5 separate regions of the Mus musculus genome follow, and regions 2, 3, 4 and 5 are each linked to region 1. A link is a contact called in public Hi-C, HiChIP or PLAC-seq, Micro-C and promoter capture Hi-C data. All regions are on one chromosome and are shown on one strand. Each heading gives the region's core, a stretch centred on a gene start, on an enhancer-like site or on the middle of the called end of the contact. The rest is flanking DNA. Distances are from core to core; before and after follow the strand shown.

Region 1 (3,158 bases), core at 352-2,851:
GGGGGGGGGGAGCATGCTCAGGAGTGTCGGAGCTTCTAGTCTTCCCCATTCTCTCTGCAAATCCCAAACTTATTTGCCTTGAGACTTGTGGGTAACACTTCAAATTGTGTCTGCTGCTTTCAAACTTGCCCAAAATTCCCTTCCCAAGCTGGTGCTGGCTTCTGCAGCATGGTGGGAGCTGTTCCAGGTTGTGGGGGTAGAGGCAGGAATAGGATTGGTCTTCCTAGGGACAGTTCTGTCTGTTACCATTGGATAGAGTTGACCCAAAGCACATACTGACTGGGCCCTTAGCCCAACACACCCCTAATCCCTACCTATCATATACTACCTCTTTGCGGTTTTTTCCCCCCCTAGGATAACCTTTTCTCTTCAAAAACCTGAAAATTCCAACGGGCTGTCAAAGGAGCAAGCCAGGGGAAACAGAGAATTTGCTCCGGTTCTCCCGTGGCCCCACATAATCTGGGTTGGCTTCAAACTCACTAGGTAGCCAAGGATTACTTAGAACTTCGGATCCTGTCTCCACCCCCAGGGTGCTGGGATTTCAGGTGTGAGGCAACACATCCAATATTGGGAGGGCTGGAGATGTAGCCCAGTACCTCTCTCGCAGACTATGCAAGTGCTGTACCAACAGAACTACACTCCCAGCAACTCCCTTTTTCTACTAGAATAATAAGCTACTTTTTCCTTGAGCACTGAATGTTTTGTCTTTCCTATTATAAACAAGTTCTCCCTCTTCCAACTCAGAGGAGGGCAGCTTGGGACCCAGTGACCAAACAACTTATTGGGCTCATTAGTTCTGATTAATAATCCACACCCTTAAATAGACCTTGGAGTCCTCAGCCCACCTCCAAAGAGTTGTGACACATGTCCTCTCAAGCTTCACCAGGCCACATCTACAAAGGTCACATAAACACATGTGACACGAGAGGCCCGCATGATTTCCTTATAATTTTTGGTGAATGAGTTGGCTGTTGTTCATCCCGAGAGGAACGGATGGCTGCTGGACATGACTTTCGGGGAATTCCTGAGGGGCAAGGCTAGGGAAGAAAGGGGCCTTCGGGCTGGATGAGGCACAGCTGGAGGACCCTCGTCAGTGAACTCTAAGGCTGCGTCTCAGGGTCGAATTTCCGCCAGCTGCTGAAACCCTTGCTCTGCTCTAGAGGTCGCTTAGACAACCCTTGTAAGTGGTGGCCGGCAGCAGGGAGACGGAGGGTTGTGGGCAAGCCTGGCGCCTCGGGTTCTTCATCGGGCGAGTGGGACTTCCTGTGGGGCAACATGTCATTTTCCCTTGGCTTGCGAACAAGCTTCTTCATTCAGAAGCACAGCGTCCACAAATACCCAAAGCCAAGAGTTGGTCTTCGGCTTCTAGCGCCCAGGATAGGAGGCAGCTAGAAGCTAGCACCGCGTTGGCCTCTAACCCCACCCTCCCACTCTTACCACGCCCACAAAACAACATAGGCTCCTCCCCATCCAGGCAGTGACTCCGCCTCTCACAGCCCCCGCCCCCGGGACCGCCCTAAAGCCCGCCCCGACCGGAAGAAGCCGGGACACAAGGCACTTATAGGGCTGGGAATGGGGGTGTCGCCGCCGCCCAGTCAGCTCCGTGTCCACCGATCCTCCGCCGGTGCCGCGCTGTCGTTGCGGCGCCCCCGTCCAGCCCTCTGTTCGCGCGGGCTCCAGAACCGGCCGGCGGGGCCCGGAGTCAGGGCCACGTCCTGCCATGCCGGCCCGGTGGCTGTTGCTCCTGCTGGCGCTGCTGCTACCGCCGCCCGGCCCCGGGGTGAGTAACCAGGGGAGTGCGGTGCGGGGACGGGCCGGCTCGCGGCCAGAGGAGAGTCGCGCGGTGGCGGGGGCTGGCGTCCGAGCCGGGCCGCAGCGGCGGGAGGCCCGGCGCCTGGGCTGAGGCAGCTGCGGGAGGCTTGGCGGTGGGAGCTGCGTCGGCCGGCCACACACTGGCGTCCGCCTCCGGAGGCGCCTCCGGGGCCAGCGCGGCCGAGGCAGACCGCGAGCGGCTCCACGGCCCGGGACGCGCGCGACTCGGAGCTGTCTCCCAAAGGCCGGGCCCTGGGCGCGCTGCCCACCTGCCCCGCGGTCTCCACAGGTGGGCGCCCGCACTGCCGCCGTGGCCGCGGATGGACACCCGAAGCCGGGGGAAGCGGGTGGTGGACTGGAGTTTTGAGTCTTTACTCGAAAGTTTTTTGTTTTGTTTTGTTTTTAAATGAGACTTTGGAAAGCGTTTGAAGCCGGGAATGGGCACGGCGTTTTTAGCCAGCCGCCGCTGGTTTCTGCCTACCTGACCCGAAGGTTTCTTTGTATTCGGAGGCAGGGGGCTTCCTACTAGTAATTTTGCTAGACAGTGAAGGTGTCATTAAACAAGTTAAGCTGTGGGCATTGGATCCTTTTAAAGACCCGGTGTGTGGGCCAGAGTTGTACTGCAAAACTTAAAGCTGTCTCACGTGCGGGGCCGTCAGAAACGTCTTCGCTTTTTTTTTTTTTTTTTTTGAGAAGAATATCGGTTTATATTTATTTAACTCTTTATCCACTCAGGATTTGAACACTTTGGCTAAAGAGGACATTTTGTAGGCGGACATGGCTATTTTCATCTTCTGGTTGGAAGAACTGGGGGCTTTAAAATTTTTTTAAAATGCACTTTTCAGGATGTGGGCATGGTACACTTGTGCTGGTTCTATTTAATGACCTCTTTGAAGGTACCGTGTTCCCTTTAATATGGCATATCATGTACCAGGTGTCCTGGTGGAAGACTGACATGTGTGGAGACCCGCGGGCCAGCCGCGGCCAACTCTTTGAACTCTTATGCCTTGTAGGTAAATAATTGTCTGTGCTCTCAGAATAACAAATTAGAATTTAGAGACTACTGAAGTATTAAAGAAGGTCTACTTTTTCAAATTCAAGTTGGTTTGTTTTTTTCCAAACGGAAATTTATATGCGTTTTCTTCATGGTAGACCCTAGGTGTTTTTTGTTTTTTTGTTTTTGTTTTGTTTTCTTCTTCTTCTCCTAATTAAAAAGAAAAGATGTACTTTTCACAACTAGGACCAGGTTTTGAACTTGGGCGCTTCACCTTGGGTTGATTGATTGCTGCCTGGTATCTGCTCACAGATAACGAGTATAAACAGAATGACTGGATGTTTCCCATGGA
Region 2 (3,158 bases), core at 457-2,956, 230 kb before region 1:
TAAGCACTGAGCCATCTCTCTAGCTCCCTGACTAATGCTTCTTGATCTACCAAAACCAATCACTTCCTCTGGCATCAAGGAGGTCTTGGTCTGTCTGAGGAGAATAAGCCATTGCTACATGCGGTAGGAAGGATCTGACAGGAAGAAGTCTGGGGAGGCAAAGGAACGTGGAGGAAGTCAGCTCAGTTTGAGAAAGAGTGGGGACATTTCTAGAGAAATTGATGAGTAAGGAGAAACTGAGTAACGATTAGTCAGAAAAGAAGAGAGGAAGGCGAGCAGCAATGAGAAAGGCATGTGATGCATTCTGGGAACTTAACACCTTAGCAACTAGAGCTCAGGGCGAAGAAGGAAGTGGTATGATTCCAAGGTAGAGGGGGAAGCAAGGGGGTGAGCAAGAACTGGGTAAGGGAGGCCTGGGGTCTGCCTTTTCCCAGAGAATGTTACAACCTTTCAAACATCAAAGGGAGAGAAACCAATTTATAGTCTAGAAAATTCCGTAGGAGGCAAGGCTAAACACACATCTGCAATCTCGGGTGTTTGTCTGTGATGGGAGGGTTGTGTTCAAAGGCATCTTGCCATTTAGCCATCCCCTGGGTCAGAATAAAGAAGGAAGGGATGAAGGGAGGGAAAAGGGAATGTTAGCCCGATGGTAGGGGAGGAGGGTGTCGGGAGGAGGGAGAAGGGGTGAGCTGGGGACTGGAGAGATGACTTGGCAATTAAGAGCAATCATGAGGACTGGATTTCAGGTCCCATCACCTCTGGAGAACGTGACAATCGCCTCTTCTGGCTTCCAAGCACACACAGGCACACAGACACTCCTCCCTCAAAATGTATTCATTCTCTCATGAACATGCATGAAAGGGGGACAGGACGGTTCACTGGAGAAAGGTGCCAGCTGTCGAGTCTGATGATCTAAGTTTGATCCTGGGACTCACATAATGGAAGGAGAGAATTTCTACACGTTGACCTCTGACACACCCCCCCCAATACATAGTGGTACACATGCATTCTACCCTACTTCCACATACACAAATAAATAAATGTTTAATAAGAAAGGTTGGGAATTGGCAGTGGGGAAAGTAGTGTGTACTACACACACATATATACCCACAGTCACAGACACACACATACACCCACAGTTCCACACAAACACATATACACCCAGTCACACACACACACAAACACACATACATACATACATACACAGTCACACACACACAAACACACACACAAACACACATACACAAACAGCCAAAGGGGCTCCTTTGGTGACTAAGCCGGTGATCAGGGACCACTGCAGCGGCTTAAGAAAATCCCTCTTTCTACTGAGCCACCAGTAGCGTTCCTCACAAGGACTGCATATTGTCGGAGAAGCTGGCCAGTGCAGGATAGGAGGCCCAGATTTACACTCTATGGATACAGCCCCCATAGGGAGCCCACAGGAAAGGCAAACAGGTCTTGCTAGGTATCCCACAAAAGCACTTTTGAGTGGAAATAAAACCTCCTTGTCCTGTCAGGAGAAGAAGTCCCCAAACCCAGATGAGGCTAGAAGCGCAAGAACTTTGAGGCAAATGCTACTTGTGGGTTTTTTTGGTTGTTGTTGTTGTTTTCTCCTCTTCTAGACAAAGCCATTGGGTTCAGTGGTCCCTCCGGAAGGCCAGTCATTTCCTGAGGAGATATCAGGCCAGCCCAGACCTCATTGTTCTTGGTTTCCAGCTATGGCCGCCATTACCTGACAAGTACCAGAGCTGGTCTCTGCGCGCCTGGAGAGGTTGTCAGAGTTGTTTCTGCTTTTCACACAGCAGGCTTCTGGTCTGTGGCAGGCAAGAGAATTCTGCCCCTGAGGCATGGCCGGAAGACAGAACTAGCTGAGTGCTTCAGTCTGCAGAAGTCTTTCAGGATTCAGCTGAGGTGGGCCTCAGTCGGCAGACAAGATGCTCCTGGCTCTGGGACTCACGCTGGTGCTCTGTGAGTTTCTAACCTGCTTCCTTCTTCCCTTCTTATGAGACTTGAATTCGTGAAATCAACAGATTGGCTTTCTTTTTCTTTCTCTTCCAGATGCAAGCCTCCAGGCTGAGGAAAACTGTAAGTCCTGGTATTTTCACATGGCTTCCTTCTTTGTGTCTTTTCTGAAATTAACTCATGTCAGACTGCTTAGGGTTGGTGTTTACAACAACTAAGAAAACTCTCAAAGCCTTGTTCTAAATCAAGGTTCAAAGAGTGTGTATTAGAGACAGCGGTGTAGGAGAAAATTGCTGAACACCAGTCTTACATCTTGGTGGGTTTCTGTTTGTTGGAATGGGAGAGATGGGTTTTTTTAAAAAAATTCCTTATATGTATATATGTATATATATGATTCCTTATATGTTTGTGGTCTTTCTGTCATAAGCTATTTCTTTTTACATCATACTATGCCTCTAATTGTTTACTTTCAAACTCTTCTCTTTATTCGCTTGGATTTAGAGTCTGTAATCCCAGTACTTGGAAAACAGACACAGAAAGATCAGTAGTGAAGTCCAGCTTCGGCTCCATAGGAGTTTGAGGGAGGCCTGAGCTACTACGTGAAACAGTACAAAACCGACTCCCAAAAAATAAAAACTTAAAAAAGTATTTTTTTTTCCTTTCACTTGTTTTAATTTACAAATGAGACTCAGTTGACTTGACAGACTATGGAGGCTGAAGGAGCAGACAGTAAATGGGTGTCAGGACTCCCTCTGTCCTAAGAGAGTAACAAAAAGGACCAGCCAGATCCCCTTTCCCTCCCACCGGGGAGGCTCCGCTCCTATCTGAGCTTGCTTGTGGGGAAGGGTTCTGCCTGTCTTTAAAGTCAGACCTATCATCCACTCGAGAGCTGATTCGGAACCTCCGAATTTTTCAGATTAAGAGGATCTGTCTCGCTCCGTCCATCAGAGACTCTGAAGGAAGAGGCTCAGCCCAGCCCAGGGATTGTGGGTCAGGAAGAAGGCCACAGATTACACTGGCTCAGTCAAAAGTTATTCCAGTGTGGGAAGACTAGGGATGCTGGGCTGCAGGCATTTTTGAGCTGAAGAACGTGACAGGGCTGAGTTGAGCCAGGGATGGAGCTGTGGCCCCAGGGTGGGGAGGGCTGTGGTCTGTGAGTCTGTGATTCCTTAGGCTTCTGGCTCCCTTGGCAACAC
Region 3 (3,158 bases), core at 329-2,828, 190 kb before region 1:
TCTTTCTCAGACCTCCATACATGTTAGTCCTCCCAAGACATACAACCACTGCACACATACCATACATACATACATACATACATACATACATACATACATACATATATACATACAAAAGCAAACTCAGGACCATCAAGGAAGTGGCCTGAAGAAGAACAAGACAGATGTGCTATCACTGTGCAAGAGATAGTGGGTGCCAGAAATGGATGGTGTCTAGGTGCACATCTGAGATCCATCACAGCTCGTGGCCAGGATTGGGGAGCCAGAGTCCCTATATTTCTTGCTGGAGTAGCTGCATGGACGGCTGTGGTGTTTGAGGATAAGATCCGGTTTGACTGGGTTAAGTCTAAGATGCCGGTGAGACACCCTAGAGTAGGAAGCTCAGGGGTCTGGAGCTCAGAGGCAAGCCAGGACAGATGAAACTGTAGAGTGATCAGTATCAGCTGTCACTGGTCCAGCCTGGGCTTCGACTGCATCCTGGGCTTGCCAACCCAGGTAACATCTTTCTTCTTCCTAGAGGTAAGGGAAGGTGCTAGCTTAAGGGTTGAATGGCAAGATCAGAGCCGGCTACACCATCCTTTCTGTTCTGGACTGCTGCATTCTACCGTGGTGGGGGAACACTGACAGCTCCAGGCACAGGGGACCAAATCCCTGCTCTCTTGTCTGTACAGAACATCCTCAAGTTGCCTGTCACCCCGGGCTCGGATACCAGGCTGAATCCATCCTCCCACAGTGGTCCAGGCCCAGGTCTGGGCAGGCAGCAGCCTGAGGGTTGTGCATGATACTTGTGTGGGAGCGCGTGCCTGTGCGCTGGGAGTTCCGAAAGCTGAAGAGGGAAGAAGGAAGCATCACTGGCCCTGGGAAAGGCTCCATTTCCCTTTTGTTGGGAGAGTGTCCTTGTATCTGGTGTTCTTTTGCTTTCTTGAGAGTGTGGAAGGATTGAATAGAGGAAGTGTGGCAGTTCCTAGAATAGGGTGGGACCGTGGCAATTGCCTCTGGCTTCCCTCGATAGATTCTGCAGCCGTCCCTTGCAGCCAAGCTATCAGTTACATTTCCCAGCTTGCACTAGTTGCCCAGTCAGGGCTCTGGGGAAGATTCTAGAACAAAGGTCGTTTGGGTGGCAAGGGGAACTTAAGAGGATACAAATTGTGTTTCCTCCTTGTTGAAGAAGGACAGTGAGGAACTCAGGTCTGGACCACTGGTGCTGGCCCCTTGTTCTCCCCCAAGCAGGGACAAGGGCATTGATTGCTAGGTGAAGAAAGAAGGGCTTTGTGGGTTCAAGGTCAATGATGACTAAATATGAGCTAGTGCCTGCCAGCCTGGTCCCCTGTTCTCAAGGTCTCTCATCCTACACAATTGGAGGAGGCTATGGGGACCGGGTCCAGATCTAACCCTGGCTGGCAGCTCACCAAGTGGTCACTGCGGATGGAGGAGGACGGGAAGGAACTCATTAAATCCCGATTTGCTGTCTGTTTGCTCCGAGGCTAATTGCTGGGAAAACCCCATGACGTTGGAGCCGTCTCTTTCTCTGTTAGCACAGAGAAAAACAGAAACCAAAATAGAGACCCATCAGGAAACGCCTCTGACAAGCAGAGACAAACAGCTCCTGGCCTGGGCTAGTCTTTAGCAGGCAGCTGCTGCCAAGGAGACATGAGAGGGGGAAGGGCAGTGAGCAGCTGCACCCTGCTCCTCCCCTACCCCCGCCCCCACCCCCTCTTACTGAGCTGGGCAAAACCAGGGGCAAGCATAGACCATGCAGCTCAGTCTAGAAGTGGAAAGCATCCCTTCCTGACTTGAGGTAGGCACAGCCTGAAGCCGCTGAGGTCCAGAGAATATCAAACTGTTGCCAAGGAGACCAGAGAGGTACCTGGAACAGTGGAGTTCACAAGATGTCCAGGCTAACCCCACCCATGTTTGGCTGCCCAGCCCACCCAGCCCTCACCTCACCCTCATCCCAATTCATGTCCCTTCTATCCTAGCTCCTTGTTAGGCTAGGGCAGAGGAAGGTCTAGACTTGCTTCTTATGGACGACATCTTATAGCAGTTATCACGCAGTTATTTTTAGCTGTGTGTGTGTGTGTGTGTGTGTGTGTGTGTGTTGTGTGTTAGGATACACCTGTCTCTGAGTACATGCAGAAGTCATGGACTCTAATTTATGTCAGGTGTCTAATTTATGCTCAGTCTCCCACTACCTTATTCTTTTGAGACAGTCTCCTGCTGATCCTGGATCTAGGCTGGCAGCCAGCCAACCCTAGCAGTCAGCCCTCTTACCTCTGCCCCTAACAATTGCTGGGGTTATAGGTGCCTACAGCTATGCCCCAGATTGTCTGGGATTTGGGTTCAGGATTCCAGCTCAGGTTCTTACGTTTGTGCAGCAAGTGCTCTTACCCACTGAGCCATCTCCCAGCCCTGTGGTATTTGTTTGTTTATTTGTTTGCTTGCACTGGGGCTTGAACCCAGAGCCTTGCACATGCTGAGCTGGTACTGTATCACTGAACCACATCTTCAGCTCATTAACATTCTTGGCACATCTGTCTTCCCTGAAGCCTAGAGCACCTGAAAGCTAGAACCGGATCTACATTTTCTTCTTTAGTGGTTGAGGTCACATAGGAGATGTGTACAGTCGTTAAATGGATCTCTTGGTGTGTAGAAGGCGTCTTGGAGACGCCTGGAGTTTCAGTCTCTGCTTGCATGGGATCCTGTTGTTTCTCAATAGTTCTCTTAGGCAGATGTCTTTACACTGGGGAACTGGGATCTCAGCTACTTTACTGACCTCCAACTCCTGCCTTGGGAAGTGACTTTAATTCCTTCTGCAACGCCTTCATCATTCTGGGTGCCCCAAGTTCTGCTGTGATGATGTGGACCACTCCTGGCCTTTCTCTGTCATACAGGATTTATACAGCCACCCACATCCAGTGTCTAATGAGAAACCTAGACTTTAGTCCCACAGCCTACCTACCAGTCCTGTGGCGTGCTCCTTATTACATAGACAGGAAATCTCAGGAAGGGGCTAACTGTGCCTCGACCTTCTGAAGTTCAAGGTCGGCAATGCTTCAGGGCCTGGGCTGATGCTTTTCCTTCATTACCTTGCAGACAATGCTAGGGATAGCCAAGACTGACTGGAAGACTATGCAAAGCCTGACTGGTGGGGTGGGGTG
Region 4 (3,158 bases), core at 334-2,833, 150 kb after region 1:
AGTAGGAGAAAGAGAGTCCTTCCTTTCTGTTACCCAGGGCTGGGGTCAGGCACCGAAATGATAGCCTTGGGAGCCAACGTTAGGTGACCTTAGACTTCAGCTCCATGTTGCAGGCCTGAAGGAAGACAAATCCTCATTATGAGTTAGTAACAAGCTTGGGGCTTAGGAATTACTAATTTTTGCTCTACCTCTTGAAGTTCACTCCTTTTTTTGTTTTGTTTTGTTTTTTGTTTTTCGAGACAGGGTTTCTCTGTATAGCCCTGGCTGTCCTGGAACTCACTTTGTAGACCAGGTTGGCCTCGAACTCAGAAGTCCGCCTGCCCCTGCCTCCCGAGTGCTGGGACTAAAGGCGTGTGCCACCACGCCCGGCTCACTCCTATTTTTTAAACGTCATCAGGAGGGTGCAAACAGCAGAGAGTGTAGCAGAAGTATAATAGCCCCTTGGGTGTCTGTCTCCAACCCAACAGCCACCACCATATTGATCGTAATTTTATCTTTAAAAATATTTTAAATTTTATATGTGTGTGTGTCTGTATGCCACATGTCTGTGCTTGTAGAATCCAGAAGAGGATGTTGGATCCCCTGGAGCTGGAGTTGTTGGTGGTTGTGGACCACCAAATATGGGTGCTGGGAACTGAGCACAGGTCCTCTGGAAGAGCAGTCTGTGCTTTTAACTGCAGAGCCAACTCTCCAGCCCCACACACTGCAATTCTTGTTTCAATGATCTCCTCTTATTGAAGAGAACATTTTTTTTTAATTTTTAAAGATTTATTTATTTATTATACGTGAGTACACTTTAGCTGTCTTCAGACACACCAGAAGAGGAGGTCGTCAGATTTCATGGAGGGCATCAGATTTCATTACAGATGGTTGTGAGCCACCATGGGGTTGCTGGGATTTGAACTCAGGACCTCTGGAAGAGCAGTCAGTGCTCTTAACTGCTAAGCCATCTCTCCAGCCCTGAAGAGAATACATTAAAGCAAATCCTGGTATATAATCTTGCTTGTAAATACTTCAGACTTTATCTTCAATGGATAAGAACATCTTACTTTTAAATGTGGATGACAGGAGGGGTAAGACATAAACATCCAATAACAGAGAGACAAACTGAAGTTGCTCATCAGGAAGGTGGGGTTTAAGACTGTTGGACATTGCTCTTCCTCCTGGGGCTCGCTGGGATTGGGGTTGGCTGGTGGACCCAAAACTCATTCATACTCGGATTGTCTCTTCTTGGCAGCTGCGTGTCTTCAAGCTGGCCAAGTCATGGCCAACACTCAACATGCTCATCAAAATCATTGGCAACTCAGTGGGTGCGCTGGGCAACCTGACCCTGGTGTTGGCCATCATCGTCTTCATCTTCGCCGTGGTGGGCATGCAGCTGTTTGGCAAGAGCTATAAGGAATGCGTGTGCAAGATTGCCTCAGACTGCAGCCTGCCCCGCTGGCACATGCACGATTTCTTCCACTCCTTCCTCATCGTCTTCCGCATCCTCTGTGGGGAGTGGATCGAGACCATGTGGGACTGCATGGAAGTGGCCGGCCAGGCCATGTGCCTCACCGTCTTCCTCATGGTCATGGTCATTGGCAACCTGGTGGTAAGTGAGGCTGTCAGGCGAGCTTCCTGACTCTTACATAGGAAATCCATGAAGCATGTCAAGTTCCTTTCTTTCTCTTTTGAGGGGCTTGTTCATTAAGGTATAGCTGTATAAAATTCTTGGTCTTTGGGGGCCTGGTGGTGGTGGACACCATAATCCCAGCACTCTGGAAGCTGATACGGAGGATCTCGGAGAGTTCAAATATAGTCTGGGCTAGTTAGTGAATGCCCCTACGGCCTGGGCTCTAGAGCAAGGCTGTCTAACAAACAATCAAACAAACAACAAAAACCACTGGGGGCTGGAGAGATAGCTCAGCAGTTAAAAGCACTTGTTGCTTTTGCAGAGGATTGGGTTTAGTTCCCAGCACCCACATGGTGGTTTCTAATCATCCATAGCTCCAGTTTCAAGGGATCAATGTCCTCTTCTGACCTCCTCTGGCACCAGGCACTCATGTGGTACACCACACACACACACACACACACACACACACACACACACAGACACAGGCAAAATATATATAAAATAAAATGAAGAAATCTAACTTTAAAAATGTTTTCTATGCCCCGCCTCCCAAGATGGTAATTTTATACGACTCCTCTCAGTGAGCTTCAAAATTGTACGCCTAACAATCTGTAGGAGTTTCTTAAAACAGGTTCCTGTCCCCAGCCTTGGAGAATTTAGTTCTGCAAACTCCAGAGCTTAGGCTCAGAGCGCCACACTGGTTCAGAGACAGTGTTTGTTTTTGAGACTCACTCTATAATCCAAGACTGGCCTAGAACTTTCAGCAGTCCTCCTGCCTCGGTTTCCTGAGGCCCATTAGTAAAGCTGTGTACCATGTCTAGCTTGTAGGCTGTATTTGTGTGTGCACACCCAGGGTTTTTGGGGGGGGGTGCTGTGCATGGAAGAGATGCAGGCAGGACAGGGGTGAGGCTCATGGTCTAGCTGGCCAACATATCTGTGGCTAGGGTGGGGCCAAATCCTCCACTACCACTTGGGGTAGAGCTCTCTTCCATCAGGGCTCCTTAGTGCTGCCTTCAGCTGCCCCCTGTGGTGGCTGACACTTGCCCTGGGCAACAGAGGGTGGAAGTGGCTGCCCACATGTCCTTCACAAAGACTGGAGGAATTGTGGGCTGCTGGGTCAGGGCTTCTCAGATATCGCTGAGCTCTGGCTGGGGGCTGGTGCTGATGGGGGAGGGGGTGTCACCCCAGCTGGAGGAGACCGTGGGACAGCTACAGGAGAGAAATCAGAACTGCAGTTCCTCAGAGAGTGTTCTGAAGTCAGGGGGATGGCATGCTTGAAGTCAAAGTTTGTGACTGTAGATTCAAGGGCTGGGGTGGCTAAAAGAGTTAGGAGTCTTAGCTCTTTGTACAAGGGCAGTCAAGAACATTTTGTGCCACTTTTTGTGTGTTTGTTTCTTTGTTTGTTACCTTGGCTATTCTTGAACTCAAGATCTTCCTGCCTCAGCTACTCAAGCACTGAGGTTTGCAAGCATGCTCCACCGTGTGTGTGTGTGTGTGTGTGTGTGTGTGTGTGTGTGTAAGAGAGAGAGAGAATGTGTGACCA
Region 5 (3,158 bases), core at 232-2,731, 150 kb before region 1:
TACCAGCCATGCATTGCAATTCCCAGCCTCTGCAGCAGGCAAATAACCAGTCTCTGCGTTCCTGGATTGATTAAACAGTAATTAGGCGTCAAAAGCTCGCTAAATGCCCCTCTTTCAAAAGCTCTCAGCTAGGCAATTTTTCTCTCACATTTAATAGTGACTATTCTTGTATTCTTTTCTGCCCAAAGTGGTCATAATTGGGGGGAGGGGGTGCGCAATGAGACGAGCGTCCCGGGAAGCTGAAGGCAGAGAGGGATGTGCCACAGTTGTTCTTGGGAAGATGTAGGCACAGTTGGTTCCAAGGACTAAGAAACCTTTTTCTCTCTCTCAGTGACTCCATCTATTGGTGGAAACCAAGGCTGGGGTGTAGCTCAGTCAGTAGAGTGCGCACCCCTTGCACAGGAAGCCCAGGGTTCAATCCCAGCACTGGGAGGTAGAAGCAAGAGATTCAAGGTCATCCCTGGGTACACCGCAAGTTAAAGGACAGCCTGGGCTACATAAACTGTCTCTGTGGCAAATGCCTTTAATACCAGCACTTGGGAGGCAGAGGCCTCCAGCTCCCGGACAGCAGAGTTGTTCCACAGAGAAATCTGTCTCAAAAATGCCAAAAATAAAGCAACAACAAAACCCTGTCTCAAGGCAAAGTTGCTACCTTTTCCTCTCGGCTCCACCCAACAGTTACCTAGCAACAGCCTGGCTCTTAACTCTCCATCCTCTCTCTCCCCTCTCCCTTCCCCTCTCCCTCTCTCCCTCCTTCCCTCCCTCTCTCCATCCCTCCCCATCTTCTTCCTGTCTTCCCACGTGTTCCTGGCTGGCATCTCCCCTTCTTTCTCTGTCCCCCTTTTATCTGTCTCCACTCCCTTCTCAGATGCCAAATAAACTTCCTTTTATACCAGACCTGTCCTGTGGATAATTCCTGCAGGGGATGCCTCAGCCTGGGCCCAGCTCAGGCTCCCCCTCCTGCTGCGGCATACTGCCTTTTATAAGACATATCAAAAGGGAAGATTTATGCATTGAAGATCTTGGTTATTGTACAAAAATATTGCTAATCGCCTAAACAGTGCCCCTTAAAACGACATTAATTCTCTCTGTATCTGTGTGTGTGTGTGTCTGTCTTTCTCTCTGTCTGTCTGTCTCTCTCTGTGTCCCTCTCTGTCTCTGAACACACACACACACACACACACACACACACACACACACACACACACACATCTAAGTTCATTATAACTTTCTCTTTGCTTGAGCAGGATGCGACGGTGCCTGCCTTTAACCCCAGCACAGGGAGGCAGACGCAGGCAGATCTCTGTGAGTTTGAGGCCAGCCTCGTCTACATAGTAAGTTGCAGGACAGCTTAGAGCCACATAGTGAGACCCTGTCTCAAAAACAAACAAAAAAAACCTGTAGCCTGAAGGGAACCAGCCAAGTTCAGGGTTGGCGGTCCGGAAGCTACCGAGTGTATAGCTCAGTCAGCTGGCTTGACAGGTCAGACATGAGAGGTGCTGTGGAGGCCCCACGCTGTGAGAGAGCTGGGAAACTGGTATGACTGGCTGGATTGCCCGGATGGGATGGGGAGAGGATTAGCCAGAGCACAAAGTCCAGGCAGAGCAGCACCCCAGGGAGCCAAACAATTCCTCTAGGCCCTCTTCCCAACTCACCAGGGTTTTCTGGCTGACTTGGGGCAGCTCTAAGTGTTTATTTAGAGCGCCTTGGTTTGTTTATTTTTCTTAGAACCGTAGGCAGAGTGATTACTTCCAGCTTCAAATAGAATTTTGTGTTGTTTTTCTCTGCCGGACTTAAGGAGTTTTATTATGTCTTTCCTTCTACCTGTAAGAACAAAAGGGGGAAGAATAAATTGTAATTGAGAGAATTAGTCACTTGCCTCTCTCCTGGAAGTGTGTGTCTCGCTGAGTGGAGGGCTGCCATTCCCTGGGACCGGCTTGTCTTTGAATGGATCTGAGTGACATGAGTGATGGAATCTCAGTGGCACGTCTTTGAGTATTGAAAACAAGAGAACATTTCCTGACAATTTGTGTGAGGTAATTTCCATCCTCCTACGACACGGGAAAGACAAGAGAAGATGGGGCCATCTTCTTCTAGTTACGATTTCCTTATTTATTTATTTATTTTTAGTTTTTTTTCAAGACAAGGTTTCTCTGTGTAACAGATCCCTGGCTGCCCTGGAACTCACTCTGTAGACCAGTCTGACCTCATAGAGTTTGCCTCTGCCTTCTGAGTGCTGGGATTTCAGGATTATACCAATTTACTTTGCTCAAGGCCAGCAGCTTAAAAAAAAAAAAAAAAAGATTGATTTATTTATTTCATTTATGAGTACACTGTAGGTGTCTTCAGACACACCAGAAGAGGGCACCAAATCCCATTACAGATGGTTGTGAGCCACCTTATGATTGCTGGGATTTGAACTCATGACCTCCAGAAGAGCAATCAGTGCTCTTACCTGCTGAGCCACCTCTCCAGCCCTGATGATCTCTTCTCAATGACCCCCCTTCCTCATGGTTCAGCACCCCCACCCTTTGTGGACTTCCCACCCTATTCTCCATTCTGCCCAGCCATTGTGTAATTAGCATAGAGCAACATATCTCCAGGGGTGAGAGTTCCAAGTGGCTTTGAGCTACCCCATATAGATGATGGGAACCAAACTTGGATCTTCTGGAAGAGCATTCATTAAACAGAGATGGCTGAGCCATCTCTCCAGTCCCCAGTAGAGAGTCTAGCACCTTTTGGCTGTCTGAATGCTGCCTTCTCCGTGTGCGTTTGTCTTGAAGCGTCTCTCTTACGAGAACACTCACACCTGAGCAGTGGTGACGCAGACCTTTAATCCCAGCACTTGGGAGGCAGAGGTAGGCAGATCTCTGAGTTTGAAACCAGCCTGGACTATAAAGCAAGTTCTGGAACAGCCAGAATTACAGAGAGAGGAGAGATCCTGTTTCAAGCAAATCAAAACAACACCAACCAACTAATCAAACAAATCAACCAACAAAAACCCGATTCTGATTTTATTCCAGTATCGTGTCCATCTCAGGACTTGCTATTAATTTTGGTTCCTTTGGACACACAGCAGCGTTTGGAACCCATTCTTGCCACTGCTGAGGGGAAGTAGGCTCTGTGAGCTGCAGGGTCTTCCACTCTAGCTGATAGAA

The links. Hi-C and Micro-C count contacts between places; a contact is called where the count stands out from the background. HiChIP or PLAC-seq counts read pairs in DNA pulled down with a chosen protein or histone mark. Capture Hi-C pulls out chosen DNA fragments and counts their contacts.
Region 2: a promoter capture Hi-C map of liver shows a contact between it and region 1, with 2.6 times the contacts expected there. The contact joins the promoter of Pecam1 here to the promoter of Ern1 in region 1. A contact is called at or near these places in 7 of 39 promoter capture datasets (the C10 cell line, the HPC-7 cell line, cranial neural crest and 4 more), 2 of 115 datasets of contacts at active chromatin or transcription factors (bone marrow-derived macrophages and embryonic stem cells) and 2 of 9 other capture datasets (adipose tissue and liver).
Region 3: a contact with region 1 is called in a Hi-C map of the N1E-115 cell line, with 3 times the contacts expected there. The contact joins the enhancer-like site here to the promoter of Ern1 in region 1. A contact is called at or near these places in 1 of 39 promoter capture datasets (cranial neural crest), 1 of 484 Hi-C or Micro-C datasets (the N1E-115 cell line), 1 of 115 datasets of contacts at active chromatin or transcription factors (pancreatic cancer cells) and 1 of 9 other capture datasets (adipose tissue).
Region 4: a contact with region 1 is called in a Micro-C map of B cells, with 2.4 times the contacts expected there. The contact joins the enhancer-like site here to the promoter of Ern1 in region 1. A contact is called at or near these places in 1 of 39 promoter capture datasets (the C10 cell line), 2 of 15 datasets of contacts at CTCF or cohesin (large pre-B cells and pro-B cells), 35 of 484 Hi-C or Micro-C datasets (B cells, the BV-2 cell line, the Ba/F3 cell line and 22 more), 7 of 115 datasets of contacts at active chromatin or transcription factors (bone marrow-derived dendritic cells, bone marrow-derived macrophages, embryonic limb bud and 3 more) and 1 of 9 other capture datasets (embryonic stem cells).
Region 5: an H3K27ac HiChIP or PLAC-seq map of epiblast stem cells shows a contact between it and region 1. The contact joins the enhancer-like site here to the promoter of Ern1 in region 1. A contact is called at or near these places in 6 of 39 promoter capture datasets (the C10 cell line, cranial neural crest, liver and 2 more), 4 of 15 datasets of contacts at CTCF or cohesin (the NIH/3T3 cell line, hippocampal excitatory neurons, large pre-B cells and 1 more), 38 of 484 Hi-C or Micro-C datasets (the 4T1 cell line, the Ba/F3 cell line, CD4 T cells and 30 more), 22 of 115 datasets of contacts at active chromatin or transcription factors (the HPC-7 cell line, the SCID.adh cell line, Th17 cells and 14 more) and 3 of 9 other capture datasets (adipose tissue, liver and pancreatic islet).

The regions. Positions count from the first base shown.
Region 1 is chr11:106,486,239-106,489,396 of GRCm38.p6, reverse strand. It overlaps Ern1 (endoplasmic reticulum (ER) to nucleus signalling 1), which reads left to right and starts at 1,601. Exons shown (of 22, transcript NM_023913.2): 1 at 1,601-1,780. The coding sequence starts at 1,721.
Region 2 is chr11:106,713,829-106,716,986 of GRCm38.p6, reverse strand. It overlaps Pecam1 (platelet/endothelial cell adhesion molecule 1), which reads left to right and starts at 1,706. Exons shown (of 16, transcript NM_001305157.1): 1 at 1,706-1,968; 2 at 2,059-2,085. The coding sequence starts at 1,935.
Region 3 is chr11:106,673,256-106,676,413 of GRCm38.p6, reverse strand. The region is part of intron 13 of Pecam1 (platelet/endothelial cell adhesion molecule 1); the gene reads left to right. Among named protein-coding and RNA genes, the nearest start is that of Pecam1, 40 kb to the left of the region's middle. Within about 2 kb of position 1,578, at least 286 of the 459 cell types and tissues checked have an H3K27ac peak or open chromatin away from gene starts, as enhancers often do. A contact at or near this core is called in the N1E-115 cell line, adipose tissue and pancreatic cancer cells, where this site is marked.
Region 4 is chr11:106,333,811-106,336,968 of GRCm38.p6, reverse strand. It overlaps Scn4a (sodium channel, voltage-gated, type IV, alpha), which reads left to right. Exons shown (of 24, transcript NM_133199.2): 13 at 1,238-1,594. Among named protein-coding and RNA genes, the nearest start is that of Scn4a, 14 kb to the left of the region's middle. Within about 2 kb of position 1,583, at least 10 of the 459 cell types and tissues checked have an H3K27ac peak or open chromatin away from gene starts, as enhancers often do. A contact at or near this core is called in B cells and pro-B cells, where this site is marked.
Region 5 is chr11:106,636,309-106,639,466 of GRCm38.p6, reverse strand. No RefSeq gene overlaps it. Among named protein-coding and RNA genes, the nearest start is that of Tex2, 25 kb to the right of the region's middle. Within about 2 kb of position 1,481, at least 44 of the 459 cell types and tissues checked have an H3K27ac peak or open chromatin away from gene starts, as enhancers often do. A contact at or near this core is called in epiblast stem cells, where this site is marked.